Regions from separate parts of the Sus scrofa genome. Here region 1 is linked to region 2. The links are chromatin contacts, called in public Hi-C maps. All regions are on one chromosome and are shown on one strand. The core of a region is the stretch at or near the end of the contact, and the rest is flanking DNA. Distances in the headings are between cores, read along the strand shown. Region 1 has its middle 11 kb from the start of YAE1D1. Region 2 overlaps CDK13 (cyclin-dependent kinase 13).

Region 1 (2,948 bases), core at 442-2,941, 300 kb before region 2:
TAGTTTTTTCTTTTAATTTTCATATTAATAAAAACCCACTATACAAATTCTGGTTTCATCTTGTACTAAGCTAAATAGAAACACAAAAGCAGTAATATTTACCAATCATTAAAAATCACACAAATGGGGGCATTCCTGTCGTGGCTCTGTGGTTAACGAACCCCACTGGTATCCGTGAGGACGCAGGTTCCATCCCTGGCTTCGCTCAGTGGGTTCGGTATCTGGCGTGGCTGTGAGCTGTGCTGTGGGTCACAGATGTGACTCATCTGGCGTGGCTGTGGCCGTGGCTGCGGGGTAGGCCGGCGGCTGCACCTCCAGTTCAACCCCTCGCCGAGGAACCTGCATGTGCTGCCCCAGGAGCGGCCCTTAAAAAAGCCGAAAAAAGAAAAAATCCACACAAATGAGTAATATTTCAATGTAACTTTTAATGATACTAAATTACGCTTATGCAGTTTAGCTATTCAGAAGAGAGAAACAGCTGCAAAAGAAGAAATGCGGAAGGACGCAAAAAGTGCTCCTGGCAGAAGGCCTTGGACGCTTGGAGCGGGAGCGTCGTGTCCGCTCACAGTCGAGAGGTGCAGCAAGAGCAGGAGCGGGGGCACGATGTGCACACGCGCGGCGGAAGGCTGCACCGCGTCATCTGCTCCTCCCCGTGGCAGCCCTTTGAGCAGCGCTGTGCGGTGTCCCCCCACCCCGGAGGCGAGGAGCCCAGGGCCCTGTGGCCGCACCACGTGTGCCGAGCAGCCCACGTGCGACCCCGGCGCCCGGCGAGCAGGTGCAGAACCGACACGGCCGCGGCGACCGTTCGCGGGCGGGCGCAGCTGCACCTTCCCCTGGCCCTTCGCGTCTCCTTTGCTGCATTTTTCCAGTCGTCCCCAGTCAGCACGTAGTATTTATGGTGTGTAATGAGAAGCAGCTACAAGGAACGAAAATTTTGTTTACATCAAGAGAGATTCCATTCCCCACTGGGAGGAGAAACTGGGTCATCTAGGAAAGGGAAGAGACAGCTGTGTTTGGGAGCTCCCGCCGTGGCTCTGCGGTTAATGGTTAACGAATCACCAGTATCCACGAGGACTTGGGTTTGATCCCTGGCCTCCCTCCGTGGGTGAGCACCCCGTGTTGCCATGAGCTGTGGTGTAGGTACAGAGATGTGGCTTGGATCCAGCGTGGCTGTGGCTGTGGTGTAGGCCGGCAGCGGCAGCTCCAATTTGACCCCTAGCCTGGGACCCTCCGTGTGTCATGGGTGGAGCCCTAAAAAGACCCAAAAAAAGTGTGTGTAGCATAAACAGAAACTAAATTCTCCTTGGACTCCTTAGACCCTCTACACGCCTCATGGAGAGGATAATTGGTGTCACTCACTGTGATAATGTTTCTTTAGCTTTTTCATAAATTCCTACTTTCGAAAACAAGGCATTCACTATTGAGAGGTGTAGCTATTGCTACAGGTCTGCGGAAAAGAACCAAGAGTCTTTCACATACACCAGACTCTTTTCTTGCCCTGTAAATAGCCCGATATTCCCATAGGGAAGGTTAACAACGTAGAATCCAAACCACGTGCAGCAGATTCACTTTTGCAGACGCCAACCTGGTGCTTTCCTGCGTGTTTCTGTCTTGAGAGAGAGGCCCTGAGCTGCATCCTGTTTATTTCCAAGGAGCTGTTGGATTCGCTCAAGGCCACCGGGTGGCGCTAGTGCACCCCGATATGTGCTGTGCGCCCAAGAGCAGGGAGCCAGCGATCATCCCGAAGCTCTTATCTGTGCCAGATTAAGTCGTTTATAAAATTGGGTGGGTTAGGGTGCACCCCTTTTTTAAAAATTCGAGGCTAAGAATTTTAAAAATGAAAGAATCATCAGGCAGGAAGCTGGTTCATAGCAGAAAACACCCTTCAGTCTCTAAATCCCTGAGGCCTAAAAATAAACACCTAGACCCCAAAGCCTTTGAACGGAAGTGGTATAAAATCAGAATTTTACATGCATGAAGCATTTCTCCTCTGTCCGAGGGCACTGCCTCAACTGTAACCTCCCCCTCCGCCTCACCCCTCACTCTGTTTCGCACACTCTCAGGCAACTCAGGATTCACCGGATAGGAAGGTCCAGAGAGACCACAGCTTACTTTGTTACCCTAGCAAATACATTGCAACCTTTTTTTTAAGTCAGCAAATCTATAGGTAAGTTTTTCTCATATCAGATAAAACTCATTCCAGCTCATATTTAAGCTTGTTCCCTTAAGAATTGCAGACTTACTGTTATATAATATTCCTTTCTTACAAGGTTTCCTAAAGAATTTTGAGCATAAATTATTTTGTTAGATCCTTTGTAATAATATATGAGTGATTTGACAGCAGTAGTACCGACCATTCTTGTCAATAAAGTGAAGCTGGACCAAAATGAAGATATAATGTAAATAACTTGAAAATGAACTTTTTCTTCTTCGGAGACATTGCAAAACACTTTTCTTCAAATATCAGATCCTAAAATAACCAGGGATTCTAATTTGTGATTATAAAGTACAGGGAAACAGCAAATTGTACATTAGGAACCTTCAGTGATAAAATCACTGCTTGTTAAAAATTAACCATAAATGTTAATCTACCAGCTGTACTAGAAACTACTGCCACAGACCAAAACTCATTTAATTCATTTAGACATTTAAATCCCCAGTGGGTGCCAATTAAATTATTTTCATTTGAAATAACTTTGTTTTGCTGTTCAGGATGCCAAACGAGACGTCATTAGTCTGCATTTTAACCTTGTGGGCCCGAGTGAGGTTCGTGGGCCTCCTGAGTCGGGCGTGGTGTTGATGGTGATCCCGTCCGAGAGCTCAGAGACCAGGTTTTATTTCGATGTACTAGAACAAAGGCGTGCCTCCCGAAGGCAGCAGCAGGACTGGGGTCAGGGGTGTGATCCGCGTTTGCTCAGCTGCTCACAGGCTCCACCTCTGTGCTGTGC
Region 2 (2,947 bases), core at 310-2,809:
TGTTTGGTTTGGGTTTTTTTGTCTAATGTGTTTAAGTATTTTATTATATTGATTTTAGTGAATATGCTTTTAGTTAAATATTTTCTTTTTTTTTTTTTTTTTTTATCTTTTGTCTTTTGTCTTTTGTTGTTGTTGTTGCTATTTCTTGGGCGCTCCCGCGGCATATGGAGGTTCCCAGGCTAGGGGTTGAATCGGAGCTGTAGCCACCGGCCTACGCCAGAGCCACAGCAACGCGGGATCCGAGCCGCGTCTGCAACCTACACCACAGCTCACGGCAACGCCGGATCTTTAACCCACTGAGCAAGGGCAGGGATCGAACCCACAACCTCATGGTTCCTAGTCGGATTCGTTAACCACTGCGCCACGACGGGAACTCCTATTTTCTGTTTTTATTTCTTTTGGTTAAATATCTATAAAAGCCCTTGTTGCATAAAAGATACATGATTTTTCAAAGCTTCGGGTGCATATTAAAATTATGTTTTGTAAATAGACCGATTTACTCCTGGCACGATATAACAGTTTACGTCACACCTCTGTTAATACTGTATAGTTTTTCTTTTGAAATCTTTTCCCTTTAGTTAAAAGTGGTACATTGCTTTATTTGTGTATTTTGAATAATAGTGAGATTAAATACTTAGGCATTCTTTTGTGTATCGACAGTTCATTTTATTTTTCATTTTCTCCTATGGTATTTGTCTTTTTTGGTACCATTTGTAAGATGGTTTTATATTAAGAAAATCTGTTCTGTGTTGCAAATATGTTTCTTCAGCTTGTCATTTGCATTTTACCTCTGTTTCATATTTATTATGTATATGATTCTAAGATTTTTATTTAGTGAAATTTGTCATTTTTTTTAATAGTTTTATTTTTGGTATAATTCCCAGTCTCCTTTTGGGGTTATGCATTTGTCCCAGTACTATTTTGCCTTTTTTTTTTTTTTTCCACTGTTTTAAAATGTTTTCATAATTATTCGCTTTGATTTAGAATGTGTTTTCTAGTGAATATTAGGTGTACTTGTCTGTCTGTTCCTACAGTACAAGAGGTCATATTAATGTCTAGAAGGACCAGTGTTTATTTCCAGAAATGTTTAGCTGATACTTTCTTCAAGGTGAATTTTAGAATTATATTGTCATGCGTCCTTTTAGCAAAAGAAAATAAAAATGAGTAATTGGTCCTTTTATTGAAATTGAGTTAAATTCAGTATTTTACAATGTGGTATTTCCGTAATAAATTTGTGTAATTGTTGTTAAAGTTTATTCCTAGTCATTTGTAGTCATTTTTTCTGTTGTGGAACCATTTAAGGTTTATTTTCTAATGAATTGTTGCTGGCATCTGTGAAGTCTTTTGCTTTTTGTGTATGATTTTTTTCTAACACAGCTGCTCCTTTTTTGATTCTTTTGCATCTTCTAGGATAGGCATCTCAGGTACCACTCGTCAGAGTTTTGTCACTTTTAATATTTATGCTTTGCTTTTAATTTTACTGACTTCCAGAACAGTTGGTAATAATGATTGCTTTTGTCTTATATACAACTAATGTATGAGATGAGTTGTTGGTTTCAGAGTGGCAGACTTTTAGGAAAGAGTCCTTCTGTTGCAAGGCTACGATCAGATCTTTGCCCTGCTGTTAATCAGTAACTGACCGTGAACTTTCTTTAGATGCCTTTTTTGCTTTTTTATTTTGAAAGAAAAAATATTTTGAATTTTATTAGCTTTTGCATTGTTGAGTTGATAAACTACCTCATTGAGATGTTTGTAGTTCTAGCTTTGGGTTCGGTTTGTGCAAGTTTCATTATTAAATCTCAAAAAAAAATTTTGAATCTCTCATATTAAAAATTGCATATATTCTATGTGCTGTTTTAGGTGTTAGTAGCAGGACTAATAAGCTGGTTTTATAAAGTAAAGTTGTAATTTATATGCTTTTAAATCCTTTGGGGCTGTATGAACAGAATTAAATTATGTTTATTGAAGACAATAGATGTCATCTAAAGTCCACCTGGGCCCCAGACTTTTTTTTTATTGAAAGTTGCTCTTGTAGTATCTTGGGAGTTCCCATCGTGGCTCAGTGGAAGTGAATCTAACTAGCATCTTTGAGGATGCAGATTTGGTCCCTAGCCTTGCCCAGTGGGTTAAGGATCTGGCATTGCCATGAGCTGTGGTGTAGGTCGCACACGCGGCTCAGGTCTGGTGTTGCTGTGGCTGTGGTGCAGACTGGTGGCTACAGCTCCAATTAGACCCCTAGCCTGAGAACCTCCATGTGCCACGGCTACCGCCCTAAAAAGTCAAAAAAAAAAAAAAAAAAAAAAAAGGTATTCTTGTAATATCTTTAAATTTTCTTTGGAGAACTATCCTGATTTTATCCAGCTTTTGCTGAGACAATTTGTTCAATTTGTAAACAGCTAACAACAGTTTATTTTACAGTAATCATACCCAGAAACTGTGCAGTGTAGAAATCAGAAGTGTTGATTTTATAGAAAACTAATTAGATATTTCCTTCAGATGTTATATTAAATTCAGAGAGAGGGGGATGAACATTATTGTTTTTTGATTTTTTTAATTTTTTTTGGTAGTTTTGAGGGCCGCACACCAGGCATATAGTGGTTCCCAGGCGAGGGGTCTGATGAGCTACAGCGGCCGGCCTACACCACAGCCACGGCAACACCAGATCCAAGCCCCGTCTGCGACCTACACCTCAGCTCATGGCAACGCCGGATCCTTAACCCACTGAGCAGGGTCAGGGATTGAACCTGCAACCTCCTAGTCAGATTTGTTTCTGCTGTGCCACGACAGGAATTCTGGGATGAACATCAAATGGCAAAGTAGCAGTTTATTTCAAGGATTAATTTTCTCCTTAGCATTTTATTTTTAAAGGAATTTTGAACCTATACAGAAGTTGGAAGAATAAAATCTTTAATGTATTAATTATTCTTATTCGTAGGTGCATTTTATC

Evidence for each region. A called contact is a pair of places that touch in the nucleus more often than the background predicts.
Region 1: a contact with region 2 is called in a Hi-C map of liver, with 6 times the contacts expected there. The contact joins two enhancer-like sites. A contact is called at or near these places in 11 of 47 Hi-C or Micro-C datasets (alveolar macrophages, embryonic fibroblasts, fetal skeletal muscle and 7 more) and 2 of 2 datasets of contacts at active chromatin or transcription factors (alveolar macrophages and skeletal muscle).

Annotation. Positions count from the first base shown.
Region 1 is chr18:54,650,289-54,653,236 of Sscrofa11.1, reverse strand. No RefSeq gene overlaps it. Among named protein-coding and RNA genes, the nearest start is that of YAE1D1, 11 kb to the left of the region's middle. Within about 2 kb of position 1,691, at least 23 of the 83 cell types and tissues checked have an H3K27ac peak or open chromatin away from gene starts, as enhancers often do. A contact at or near this core is called in liver, where this site is marked.
Region 2 is chr18:54,349,518-54,352,464 of Sscrofa11.1, reverse strand. CDK13 (cyclin-dependent kinase 13) reads left to right here. Exons shown (of 15, transcript XM_021078845.1): 6 at 2,936-2,947. Among named protein-coding and RNA genes, the nearest start is that of MPLKIP, 68 kb to the right of the region's middle. Within about 2 kb of position 1,559, at least 1 of the 83 cell types and tissues checked has an H3K27ac peak or open chromatin away from gene starts, as enhancers often do. A contact at or near this core is called in liver, where this site is marked.